Linked DNA regions of Mus musculus: regions 1 and 3 are each linked to region 2. A link is a contact called in public promoter capture Hi-C data. All regions are on one chromosome and are shown on one strand. Each heading gives the region's core, a stretch centred on a gene start, on an enhancer-like site or on the middle of the called end of the contact. The rest is flanking DNA. Distances are from core to core; before and after follow the strand shown. Region 1 has its middle 5.8 kb from the start of Gm35204. Region 2 holds the start of Supt3 (SPT3, SAGA and STAGA complex component). Region 3 overlaps Clic5 (chloride intracellular channel 5).

Region 1 (4,191 bases), core at 19-2,518, 520 kb before region 2:
TTCCTGCAGGATCTCCACTCACTGCAGTCTTTAGCCAACTCAGTGGAGGGCAATGTCCTCAGCTTCAAAATCACATTTTACTGAGATAAATGGCATGCATTGAGAAATGCCAAAGCACACACGTTCCTTGTTTGCACCACCATCTGAGATGCTGTTCCAAGTTCCCCTTGCATCTCTAGAGGTTGCCAGTGTCCTGATGTTGTTGTTGTTGTTTTTAAATCAAAATATGATTACTATTATAATATGGAAAAAAGACCTTAGAAAATTCAAGGTTAGGGATGAAATGTACTGAAAAGGGGATTAGAACCCAGGCCAAGATGGGACACTGTGGGAGAATCAGGAGTGGGAACATCTTACAGGCCTGTCGAGGAGGAACAAGGTCCCAAAATGCCTCCATCTTCATGAGGGACCTTAGCTACCCAACTCAGAGGAAACAGCCTGAGGCCAGCCCCATGGCGGTTGGGGTGACTAGTTCCAATACTTGGTGACCCCATGCAGATCACTGTAGCTCTTTACTTAATGTAGCCCAAGATGGCTACCTGGATGCAGTACACAGGACCTTGGCTGGGCAGGAAAGCCCAGCTAGTCTGCAGATTCCAAGACACTGTGAAGGTTTCTGTAATTCTCTGGGGCCTTCTGGTTTCTCTCATGGGTTTCTTCCTGCACGTATTGCTTCACTTGCTCAAGGCCCAAGAGAACCTCTGTCACTACTGTGGAACATTTTGGTCATAACTCTGACCTCTGTATCTTAGCCCTGTGCCAAGGGAAGAGAACGACCTTTTTCTCTGTGGAAATTAAGTGTGATGGTGAACATACATGATATACATACATACATACACACACACACACACACACACACACATATATATGCATATATGATATACGTGTATACATATATACATACACACATACATATATGTGTAGGACATCCATATGCATATGTATATACCTACATACACACACACACACACGCACACACATGCACGCACAAACACACGCGCATGCGTACACACGCACATGCACATAGCCTTTCTTCCTGGAAAGGTTGGAGAGATGCAACAAGGTTCAGGAAGGTCCTTGAATTTAGGGGAATCAGCTCCCAGATGAGCTGAGGTGTTCTAGTGCCAGGGTGCAGGGTGATGGTCAACGGTCCTGGGAGGCAGGACTTTGGGACGCTGGTGTAGGAGGCAATGCCTAGTCTTGGCAGTGTCTACTCGAGGCAGGGAGGTGGAGTCCTTGGATGTATTTGCAGCCAGGCAAGTGGTGACCACATGGTACTTGCTGAGCAGCTGCTGAGCTGCAGTCCCCTAATTAGAGAGGGCAAGTCCTGTTTGAAGCCTCAAACTCAGGCTCAGGTTCTAATCAGCGTTTGCATTCCAGCACATCTGGCAAAAATGAAAACAGCTGTGAGGATGGCAAGATGCAGGGGACAGGAGAATCTGTCCTTGCTTGTCAGCGTCCAGCAGATACCGAGCTCTTCACGTTGAGTTTTCTTTGTCTCCCTTCCTTTTAGGCTTTCCAAGGAACATGGTGCCTCTAAGCAGGCATGTGCTTTGACCCCCAAAAGACACCCTTTGCGTCACTGACAGTCCCTTTGTATTGGGCTACTGTCTGTCATTTCTGATGGGCTGGCTGGTGGGAACTGTCCCACAGACTCCAGCCCCAGGGCTGACAGTAGGTCTGTCTTCAAGCTGTTGGGCTGTGTTCAAGTCACAAACAAAACCAGAGAACACGATTCACGGCCCCATGGGTACCACTTTTCAGCTGGTGATGGGTTTGGCCTCTGTCCTCTGCTTTGTGGGTCAGCAGAGAAAGTGCCCACTTACACAGGATGTAATTTTAAGAGCTCCAACATGACCAGCTATCCTTTGGCTTGGGATAGAAATATCCATGGAGGAAATGTGTTAAGATCAAGGAGGTTCCTGTCAAAAGAAACAGCTGGCCAGACAGGGACAACCTGCTTTACACAGCTCATTATTGATGTGTAAGGCATAGAACAAGCTTCCACAGTCTCTTCTTGTTTCAGTGAGGCGGGACCTGGTGGGCAGGTGGTGCCCCTGTGCTGATCTGTGCTTGTCTGAGACTGTGGGGAGCTGCCTGGTCCTCCGGCATCTCCCCATTGCTCCTCTGAAATCTGGAGAAACCTGCTTTGACAAGGTCATGGAAAAGTTCATAATAAATTGTTCCCTTGTTCAAATCACATCTCAATGAGAGCCACCCTGACCGCCATCTTTCACACTGTCACCAGCCGCCACTTATAATGTCTGGCTTTCCTGCTCTATTTTCATTTAATGTGCATTCACTTAGCATACAATATATTTTTACCTCATGATTATTTTCTGTTTCCTGTTAGAAAATGAGCTTCAGGAGGGCATGGAAGCCAGGCAGGCTTTTACTGTGGTGGGGGCTAGGTATACGGGACGGGACATGTAGCACTAGATACCTTTTATGTGGAGACACTGGAGGGAAATATCTACAGCTCTGACTCTTGGAGATGGCTTTTTCTTTTCTTTCCAACGTGTCTTATGGAGATGGCTCAGGGGATGAAGCAACAGGTTCTTGGAGAAACTGGGAATCAGTAAGGCCCACTTCCACTGACTTGGCAGCTGAGTGTGGATTTAAAGAGTGAATAGTGATTAGGGAAACAACCTCCCACGTAGCCGCCTGACCTTTTTTTTTTTTTTTTTTTTTAATTTTTTCCCTTGTACCTGTACTGTGTTCTATAGCACAAGGACTTCCTGCCACCATTTTCCTCAATCCCAGCACTGGAAACGAGGCCTGGCAATGTGTTAGATACACTCCAAGATGGAAGACTCACCATTTTCTCATGCTCCTGATTGATAAAGGAAACCAGTGACCCAGGTCTAAAAGGGAGACCAAGGAAGCCCTGGCTTTCTTTGACTCTTAAAAAGTAGGCTACTCTCAAACAATGGAGGTTTCTGAATGACCCAGTGGATAAAAGGGAACTATTTCCAGCAAGCACGAAAATATTCTGGTTTTTTTCTTTTCTTTTCTTTCCAACGTGTCTTATGGACAGCACTCTGGGCTAGGTCCAGAGGGGGAAACCAGGAGGAACATAGATTGGGGAAACATATGTCCTGCTTAATTGGGGACAGTTATGGCTTGCACCTGGTGGCCTGGTCTAATGTGCGGGAGTTCCTCTTTTTCTGTTGTTTGTTTTAGTTTGCTCTGAGAGGGCCTTTCTACATAGCTGGGGCTGGCCTTGAACTTGAGGCTTCTCCTGCCTCAGCCCTCTGAGTACTGAGATTACAGGTGGGCAGCACCATGGCTGGCTTTGTTTCTCTTTCAATCTCAGGAGCATCGAGACTGGCTTGAGAAACGAATAATGCCCTTGACCCTCTACTGGCAATCTCGCGGGCTGGTAGGACCAGATAACAGCTCCTGTTTGGGGGAATGAGTTAGGGTAAGCGGGGCTGCAGTCAAGGGTTTCCAAGGAGTGAGGCAACAGCCCTTTCCCCTCCTTCACTCAGGTTCTGGTGGGCTAAAGTGAGCGTTCTTAGCAGGCCACCCACATGGTACCAATGTGAGCCATCAAAAGTGTACATGCTATGGAGGTGGTACCCTCTGGAGTCACCCCAAGGTATACGGTATAAAGGGTGACCCTTGGAATTGCACCCAAAGCTCCCATGGGTGTTGGGTTTGTAAAGGTTGAGAGATCAGTGTCTTAGTTTGATCAGCCATTTAAGATCACAGGCTTGCTCTGTTCCTTATTAAGTCCCTTGGTTCTAGTTTTTCCAGGAAGCCTTCCAGTACAACATGAGTTGATCTGAGCTGTTTTTAACCATCAGCTACTAACCTGAGCCCTTCAGAGACCTTTAGAGAAAGTAGTCCGATCTGATGGTCTTCAGCCATGACTGGAGAGGCAATAAGAGGATACATGTGCCCGAGACCCTTGGTGATTGACATGTCTGTGGGGAAGGAGAGCTGTGGGCGTGTGTGTAAGGTTCTTGCTTGTGGGCTGAGGTAGGAGCCTCTTATCTCTCTTGTAGACTTGAAGACTTTGGTGACAAGGAGGACAGAACCTCTTGAAGTTGGCTCTGTTGGCTGACCTCACTGCCCCTACATGATGACTTGTTTTCTGGATTCCCTACAGAGGCCAACTTCAGGGATGGAGAATAATTCATCTCTGGCCTTCTGCTGGAGGCAGAATGCAGCACAGAGTTGGTGGTG
Region 2 (4,439 bases), core at 185-2,684:
AATTACGAGTCCTTTTAAAAGCATAAATAGTTCAAAAGCTGGCCTGACTTAAAACTCAACCAAATAAAAAACTGCAACTGGCTCTCAATCTCTCAACTTTTTCAGACCTGTGGGATCCCATGCAATAAGCACCATGCCTGTGTGTCTACTTACTTACATTGTAATTAATTTGCTAACCAATTAAAAAATCAAGCTCATCAGAGCCACCTGCACCCGGTGGTTACCATATTGGTAGCCCATAGAGTATAGCATTTCCAGCTTGGCATAAAGTCCCCTTGGGCAGTGCAGCCGGAAAAGGGTGGGAAGCTTGCAATAGTATGGTTAAAGTAAGGTCTGGTTGTGCAAAACATTATCTTAGTAGTCATATTCCGCCTCGCTGGAACACGCAGAAATTCTACCAGTTGTTTCTTTCTTTAAGTAAATCTTTTAACAGTGAACTAACTCAAAAATACTGAGAACTCAGGTTTTATCCCAGATAAATATGTACTGGTTTCTTCCTGAGTCTACTAATTCCAAGGACATAAAGCTAATTTTAATCCGGGTGTTCAGTAACAACACTGCTACTGGGATCCTGTCTGACCGTCAAATATATTCCACTATCCCTATAACTCTTATCACTTGTCACATCAACTAGCCTGACTTCCAATATAGAAGGCAAGATGACAGACAATTTCCTTGGAGCTCAAACGTAATTAATCACAGCTGGCGTGATACAAGCTTTTAGCACACAGATCTTCTCCCATAAACCTGAGTTTTGAGCTAGGCTGCGATGATCCCCATCTATACCCCCCGACACCACCGGCTAAATGATTTATTTCCCCAGGGGTCCCAGAGGCGAGCTCTGACAGCAACATCTCTGTGTCCTCTGTCCCTCAGCCTGCATGCACACTGCACTTCCTTCCACTACCACTTCCTAGCTTCCTAGCTTGCCTTCTTGGAGGACTTCCCACCCATTTGGGTGACAAGCCTAAACGGTGCCTCTCCGCCCGGCCCCGAGGGCTCCCCTGCCTCACGCCCACCGACAACGGGGAGGAGCCACGGGGCACCCCACGCTCGGCGGCCTGCATCCGGCTGGGCCCGCAGCCCCGGGCCAGGCATTTGGCTGCCACGACGTCCCTCAAGTTCCCATGACCTCGCCCCACTCCCCGCCGCCCCCACGCGCCCCCACAACCTCTGCTTAAGACACGTGGAGGCACGGCTGCGCGTCCCGCGTGGAGAATGAGAGGGGACAGAGATGGCGCGGTGTCTGCGGCGGCGGCGGCCCCGGGACACGACGGGCAGGGGGGCGGGGAGTGGGGGGAACCAGAGATTGTAGAAAGGGAAAAGGTGACTGAGCTAGGCTGGAGGGGGTGGGGGTAAGATGGCGAGAGCGCCACTATGAGGGGCGGGGCGGGGGTAGCGGAGCCTGGGGTGACTAGAGGGACGGGCCAAGCCGTGCGGCGAGAGCGCATGCGCACCCGGCTGGCCAGCGCGCGCGGTCGCGGGCCTGCTTCTTCTACTTCCGCCACACTCCGGGGGCGGGGCTTCGCGCTCCCGCCTCGGCGTACGGAGCGGCCCGCAGCCACGCGGCGGAGCCTCAGAGCGGGAGTTGTGATGAGTCGAGTGAGCGATCTGGCAGAGGAGCTGGATTTGGCCTGTGGTGACTCTGCAGACCGTAGGAGTGAGCCCGAGGAGCTAGGATTATTGAGAGTCGGTGATCTGCACTGGGAGAAGGTCTATGCAAGCTTCTCTTCAGGGGTTGGTCAGGTGACCAGAATTGTTTCCAATGACAAAGGGGCGCAGAGTTAGGAAAGACTCTCTCCTCAGAGAAGCACTGTGTGAGGACTCAGTCCGTTCTAGGACCTGGGAACACCCACCTACCCACCCCTACCGGCCCTTGCGCAAAATCGAAAGCCTGTGAAAACTCATCTGCAAAGTTACCCCACCCCACCCCCGTTCCTTTCTACAAAGTTCCATTACTTTAAAAAGCATGCTTTAGTTAATAACTTTCACTATTGGGGAAGCTTTATAAACAAGCAGTGGTGATTTTTCCTTGCACCACTTATATTGAATTGTATGTATGACCTGTCTTCCCGTGTTTGATGGTTGCAGGTGTAGTACCTTAATGAACTGGAGACAATTGTGTGTGATGTTTTCACTCGGCTGTTTAGAAAAGAAAATATCCACTATCCTACCATTTCAAATATTATTTTTATTATATTATTTTTACTATTATTATTTATATTAGTCACTTTTTTCGCTAGGGTTTTACTGCTGTGAATAGATACCATGACCAAAGCAACTCTTAAAAGAACATTTAATTGTGGCTAGCTTACAGGTTCGGAGGTTCAGTCCATTATCAAGACAGGAGCATGGCAGCATCCAGGCAGGAATGGTGCAGGAGGAGCTGAGAGTTATACATCTTCATCTGAAGGATGGTAGTAGAAAACTGGCTTCCATGCAGCAAGGATGAGGGTCTTAAAGCCCACACCTACAATGACACACCTACTCCAACAGGGCCATACCTTCTAATAGTGCCATTCCCTGCGCCGAGCATATACAAACCATCACATTCACCTTTACCAGGTCTTTTCAAGCACTACTTACTTCATTAATGTCTTGCCTATGAATGTATGAGTTCTGAAATAATCCTATTTGCTGAGTGTCTTTAAAACAGCCATTCATCTGATCATCTCCTCTCTGGATTGCAATTGTCTTGTGCTTAGTCCTCTGTAACTGCCAGACACTTCAATATTTGCCAAATACACTTCCAAGAGTAGATTTAGGATGTGGAGGGTCAACATGAAGTGTAAGATCCAGGCTCACTCTGCCCAAAGCTGAGTGCGAGCTATATGGGAAAGTAGCCAAAAATTGTCATTATTTCCTTAAAAATTAAGACTAGATTATATACAAAAGGTGAAAAGACTTTTTTAGTACATTGCCAAGAAATAGGAGATTGGGCTGGGCGTGTAATCCCAGCATTGGAGAAGTCAAGGTCAGCCTTGATTTTTAAGACTGAGCTGTCTTATAATAAAAATAAATAAACAAACAAACAAACAAACTGCTGTAAAAACAGAAGACAGATTATCCAAAGAAAAAAATTCCATGCAGATCATTTTAATTAAAATTCTGCTCAACTAATATCATCGCACAGGCATTTCACCTCCAGATAAAGACCAGATTTGACTCAAAAACAAATTATAATGGTCAGGTCCAAAAAAAACTTGGGACAAATGGCTATCTGGTTCCTATTAGCTTAAAGCATGTGCTGGCCTCCAGGCTTCCTCAGGACCACAAGAACCTGGGACTCTTCTCAGCTCTGCTCATCTTGCCTTTTACCCTAAACCTTTCCAGCTCATGGGCTTCCCTCACCCAGAGTCTTAGTAACCCTACTATTTCAGCTACGCACACTCTTTGCCCCCTCTCTCTTGCCTCTCTCTAGGTCTCATTGCACAGACTCTCTTAGTCTTCCTCTCTTGCTCTCCCCAGCTCTCCTTTCATGGCTAGATCCAGTCTGCTGGCCAGGTTCAGTCCACTGCTTTCTCTCCCTGCTCTGGGCCCTTCCAGATGCCTCTGGCTCTACTCTCCCTCATACCTACAATAAAAACCTTCCCCTTACCCATACCTTGCAGCAGCCATGCCCTGCCTTTATTCAATAACAAAGCTGAAAACGAAGCTCTTGTGAAGTTAAAGCTTTGGAGACCATTAGCTCTCAGAAAAAGAAATGATTTCCAAAGTGGGTGGGAAAACACAACAGGAGGCCAAGTGACATCACACCACCAAAAGAAGAAAAGGAGGAGGAGGAGGAGCAGCAGCAGCTTGGCCATTGTCTATGTGCCCATTTTCAATGACAAAGGAAGTCCTCATTCTAAAAAGGACAGCAGAAGCCATAGCTAATAGGAACCATTTCTGTGAGGAAGCCACTTCTTCACTTAAGAGTGGTTCACTTCAAATAACCTGCAAATCTTGCTCTTATAATCCATGATTTTAATTTGTTAGGACAATCATGAGAGTCTCGCTGTAGAAATACAGTGGGCACTCTTACTGCATATGCATTTGCTGCTATAGTCAATTGCTTTTCTGACGTTGAAAACTATTTTTGTCTTACAATCTCAAAAGCAATCTTATTTTAATTTTTAGACTAAGTACTTCCTGGCAAGTTTCTTAACATCATTGAGCATCAGTTTTCATATCTATAGGTTGAGACGTTAAATCTGTTGAGCTAAAACCAAGCTGCCTAAAAGTCTATGCTCCTTTAAAATAGGAATTCCCCAAAAGTTGGGTCCTAAAGTTGTACAGAAAAAGTTTAACATGTTCGCTTTCAAAACATAGGTGAATGAATATAAAGAGCTCTTACTTTAGATACATGAAGATATCCAACTCACTTTATATACTTGAAAAGAAAAAACAATATGAATATGAAAAAGTAATTTGTTGATACATTAGATAGGAGGTGATAG
Region 3 (4,706 bases), core at 718-3,217, 530 kb after region 2:
CATATCTCAAAGGAAAAGTGTCCCCTGCGTGCTTCTAAAATGTCTCTCTGGTGCTTATTATACGTGCAGGGTAAGAGTAACTTAACCCGGCTCCACTCGCAAGTCATGTGTTTTTTATCACTTGGATTTCCAAGCATGGAGGGAGATTTACAATGATCCTACTCTATCCCTTGCACTGTTTCTCATTTTGAAGTGAAAAAAGAAAAAAGAAAGAAAAACCATGCAAGAGGTTGGCCAGGGTTAGGATCCTTGGTGTTGAAGCTGAGTGAGGAGTAAGCTCACATGTGTGGAAACCCTTGGGTTTCCCCAATACCGTCATCCCATGGGTAATGCTAATTATTCATTTAATAAAAGAATTCTTAATATTCATTAAAAACTCATTTCACAAGATCATTCTGTACATGGCCAGGCAGATGGTCAATTTATCATTATTAACAATAAGTGTAGGGCTTTGTGATCTGGAGGGGTTGGTTTCACTGTATGCGTCTAGGTTGTTTTGTCTATTAATCAAAATTCTTTTCTTCAGATTTTATGTTTTTAACCACAATGGAGTCTTTAAAAATCACGTGCTGTGGGGTTTGGGAGCTAGGGCAGCCAGTAAGGATGGTGAGAAAAGGCCTGAGTCTGACTCCCAGAATCTCTGTCAGGAGAGGATGGTAACAAGCTTGTAATCCTGGGGCTGGAGCAGTGAGGCAGGGGGATTTCTGGGGTCCAGTGGCCAGCAGGGGTAGACTAACTCATGAATTTTAGGCTGGGGAGACTTTGATTCTTGGAAGATAAGAGAGGAGGTGACAGCTGAGGAATGCCACTCTGTTCTCCATACACACTTGTGCACATGTGCACACACCTGCACTTGTACACACAAGTCATTTGTCATTATTCTTTCATTCCTTTCTCCTTCAATGATCTCATTAGCTAGGACTGCCCCACTCTTGGAGCCACGGCAGACTATTTGTTTAATTTTGTGTTTGATTGATTGCTGATTGATTGATTGATTGATTGATTGACTGATTTTGCCATGACAGGTTTAATGTCAGAGACGCGGCCTTTGGAAAAGCCCTCAGGAATATATTGGTCCCAGCTCTTCGCCACAGCCACTAGGCAGGTACAAAGGGAGCTACTGATCCCATTTTGTAGCAAAGGCTGTTGGAGACCCAAGGCAAACAATCACTTAAGGACCTTAGTGTGGAACCAATAAGAAACTGACTTGGAGCCTCTGAAGCAGTGAGTATCCTTCCTACTTGATGCTCTCATGATGGGAAAACTACCTTTCACCGAGTGGCCACTGTGTTCTGGACACAGTCCTGAGCTTCATAGGTAACTCTGTCTCATGGGTGAATAAGAGCAGTCTTGATCTGGGAAGTTCCTGTCTCTGCTTCGTAAGTCCTGGCATCACAGACAGCAGCCACGTCTGCCTGGCTTTTAAGTGGGCTCTAATGCTCTGAGCTTAGGGACTGACACTTGTGGGCGTGCCTCTCCTTCTTGGAGCAGAGAGGCAACCTCCTAAGATTCCAGAAGCTTCGGAGGTTACACAGCTATAAAGCTCCTCCCTCAGGGAAGGGCAAGCTCCTCGATGGAACTGGCTTCAAGTTGAGCAGGAGTCCCAGGACGCTCTGGACACCCAGGAGTGATTTCATAAGTAGTAACCATGCTGGGATTGACCTTTGAGTTGCCCATGCCCCTATAAATAATCCCAATCATCTCACTGGTTTACCACACTCCATCTGGGTGGAATCGTCTCCCTGGCCCGTTGCCATGCCGACCTGGGCTGAATTGACGTGTGTGCACGTTGCCTCACAGAGTATCACACAGCTCTTGGGAATCAAGATTGGAAAAGTATCTTTCTGATTGCTTTGTTTTAAGTTTGCCTATTTCGTCACTGTGCACACAAACTAAATAATGTCCATGGGCTTCTGCATATTTCCCAGCCAGCCACTCTGCAGTCTAGTGACTAGGTTCTAGCCAACGGAATGGGGTGTGCATGTGTATGTGTGATGTAACTCCTTTGGGCTCTGGTCTTTGAAAGCACTGTGTGTGCTTCTTTTTGTTGTTGGTTTTTTCTTTCTGCTTAAGACATGTTGGAGGTGCCGTATGCACAGCTACAAGGTGGAGGAGCCCCACAGTATCCACTGAGACTCTGCTTAAGTGACACATGCCCTTGTCACGTCAGGCCACAGCACCACATGTTTCGACAAGAGAGCACCAGCTGGCAGCAGAGACCTGAAGCCGAGGCATGGACTCCAGAACCCAAGCTCAACCATCGCGTGGAGGCTTCTGAAACTGCTTCCACCTGTCAGAGCGGCGGGAGAACATAATTCTACTCTACTGCTGTAAGAGATCTGTATACACCTTTAAATATAAAACCGTGTATTCTCAGTGCCTTGATTGTGAGCCTCAGATTATGGCTACCACCTGACTGGTGCCACGGCACACCGTGTAACCAGCCCATTTTTGATTAGCGTCCAGGATTCTATTTTTTTTTTCTTCCTTCAGTTATTTGTGTGTGCATGTGGCATGCTTATGTGTATGCATGGCTTTGCATGTGGCATGTGTGGAGGTGTCTGTGCATATGTGTGTGTGCGTATGGGAGCTCCGAGGTCGATGTTTGGAATCATTCTCCATCAGACTGCACCTCCCTCCCATTTGCTGAGCCCGTGTCTCCCAGTCAAACCCAGAGCTCCCCAGTGTGGCTAGTCAAGCTGTCCAGCTTGCTCTGGGGGATCCCCTACTTCTGCCTTTCAATGATAAAATTACAGGGGGGTCACCATGCCCACTAGGCAGTTAAGGGAATTTCTAAACCCTGGTCTTAATGCTTGCATGGCAAACATTAAGTGCTGAGCAACCTCACCGGCCCCTCACCTCTGAATTCTTATCCTAACTTCTATGCACTCAGATTATTTTATAATAGTCAGCTTTATGCAAAGTCCTCTGAAACTCATGCAGTCCCAGATTTGGGGCTGAAAGAGATCTTGGAGAACACTGGTTGATGGCCTTTCCTTCACTTTCAAGAAGATCAAATAAGAAGGGAGGGAGCCTTGTCTAAAGTCACCCAGGATATACAGTTGGTTTTGAGGTGGTCAAGCTTCTCTGTTCTGAATCCTAGCAACTTTGGTTATGGGATGGAGATGGTTCTGGTTATGGGCCAGGCATGTCTCAATATATAACTCTGTATGAGCTTCTCGACCCTCTCCCCAGCACTAAGTGGACCAGGCCACAGAAAGCAGGGTCGTTAGTCTCATTTAGAAACTACTTGCGATTCCCTGGACTCCTCATCTTGACACCAAATACTCTCTGGAACCAAACATAATTTTTTTTAAGTGTTGGAATATTTGTGTGTGATTTCTTCTCCTTTAAAAAAAACAAAGCTGAGAGAGAAAAATCTTGGCTCTCTGGAAATTTTTACAAACAGCGGCACGATAAGAAACACACGGCCTTCTCACAGCATCGGGAAACGGGGAGTTCTGCTGCCCCCTGGAGAAGCATAAGGCCAAGCAACACTGCTCTCTCTGTGAGCCTCTGGATGCGGGCCACCCCACCTTTCAGCCTGAGTTAATGGGGGGATTGGCTAAGCCTGTGGCTTGGGAGCAGACTGTCAGGACTCTGAGGCTGGAGCTGAGGCACTGGCTCGGTGCTAGTTACTGGCCAATATCTGGAGCACCTGCCCCCACCTGATGGGCACAGAGGCATCTGAGAGCACTTTCTGTGAACAGCATCCTGAGCAGTTGATCAGCACCTTACTTCAGAAGACCTCTGAAGTCTTTCGTTTAATGAGCTTGAGGATCTAAATGATTAGTTCACCAGCCTGGCAGGAAGGGCCTCCATCACACCTCCTACACCTAACTGAAATCCAGAAGAGACCTAGGCTGGAAGCAGTGTGTTCAGAATCAATGGCAGAATAATGGAGCAGGGTGGGACATCTAGAGCGGCCCTGCCCAGCACTTCCAGCCCCTGCTTGAACCATGGGAGCTTACAAGCTGATTAAAAAGACAATGGATCTGATAATGACCTTATTCAAGAAGGCTATCCACAAACCGTGAAGTCTATAATCCCAGGGTCTTTATGTCCCTCTCGTCTCACTGGGGACACAGACCAAGATGACAAGAGCTAAGGGGCTTGGCTAACCTGAGTATCAAGGACTAGGACTGGAAACCGTCTGGGGCAGAGGGTGTTCTTTCACGGAGGAGTTTGAAGCAAGAGCAGAGATGGGAAAGGTCAAGATGACACTTGTGTCCCCTGGCAGAGCGAACAGTATATCCCATCTATCGGCTTGGCAGAAGACTGTGTGGACAGCCCTGCCCCTCATTTCTGGTGTTTCTGTTATCCTTGCTAGACTGGGTGGATGTAGACATTCCTCAACAGGAGGATTTGTTCCAAAGAGACAACAATAACCTAACCAGGCATTGTCTGGACTCTGCCCGAGTCAGTGAAAGCAGGTTTTCATGTGGAATTTGCAACTAGTACAAGCAACAAATGAGGCTGAGTCCCAGGAGAGCAAGGAGTGAGGAGTCAGCCCCTTTGGGACACATCCACCCCAGAAGTTGTCTGGTGTTCTGTTTGAAGACACACTGGGCTTCTAGCTGCCACCTGTTAGGCGACATGTGTGGCTCGCTGTTGATTGAACTTATTCCCTTATTCAAAGTCTGTACCCAGGGCTGGAAAGATGGCTCAGCAGTCAAGAACACTGAATGCTCTTCCAGAGATCCTGA

Evidence for each region. Promoter capture Hi-C pulls out the DNA fragments that hold promoters and counts their contacts.
Region 1: a promoter capture Hi-C map of pre-B cells shows a contact between it and region 2, with 4 times the contacts expected there. The contact joins the enhancer-like site here to the promoter of Supt3 in region 2. A contact is called at or near these places in 7 of 39 promoter capture datasets (3T3-L1-derived adipocytes, cranial neural crest, embryonic stem cells and 3 more) and 5 of 115 datasets of contacts at active chromatin or transcription factors (astrocytes, embryonic forebrain, embryonic stem cells and 2 more).
Region 3: a contact with region 2 is called in a promoter capture Hi-C map of embryonic stem cells, with 3 times the contacts expected there. The contact joins the enhancer-like site here to the promoter of Supt3 in region 2. A contact is called at or near these places in 8 of 39 promoter capture datasets (the C10 cell line, cranial neural crest, embryonic stem cells and 4 more), 1 of 484 Hi-C or Micro-C datasets (the 3T3-L1 cell line) and 12 of 115 datasets of contacts at active chromatin or transcription factors (T-cell acute lymphoblastic leukemia, astrocytes, embryonic stem cells and 6 more).

The regions. Positions count from the first base shown.
Region 1 is chr17:45,290,213-45,294,403 of GRCm38.p6, reverse strand. No RefSeq gene overlaps it. Among named protein-coding and RNA genes, the nearest start is that of Gm35204, 5.8 kb to the left of the region's middle. Within about 2 kb of position 1,268, at least 19 of the 459 cell types and tissues checked have an H3K27ac peak or open chromatin away from gene starts, as enhancers often do.
Region 2 is chr17:44,774,161-44,778,599 of GRCm38.p6, reverse strand. It overlaps Supt3 (SPT3, SAGA and STAGA complex component), which reads right to left and starts at 1,434. Exons shown (of 12, transcript NM_178652.3): 1 at 1,172-1,434. It also overlaps a transcript of Runx2 not described here.
Region 3 is chr17:44,243,587-44,248,292 of GRCm38.p6, reverse strand. The region is part of intron 3 of Clic5 (chloride intracellular channel 5); the gene reads right to left. Among named protein-coding and RNA genes, the nearest start is that of Clic5, 57 kb to the right of the region's middle. Within about 2 kb of position 1,967, at least 6 of the 459 cell types and tissues checked have an H3K27ac peak or open chromatin away from gene starts, as enhancers often do.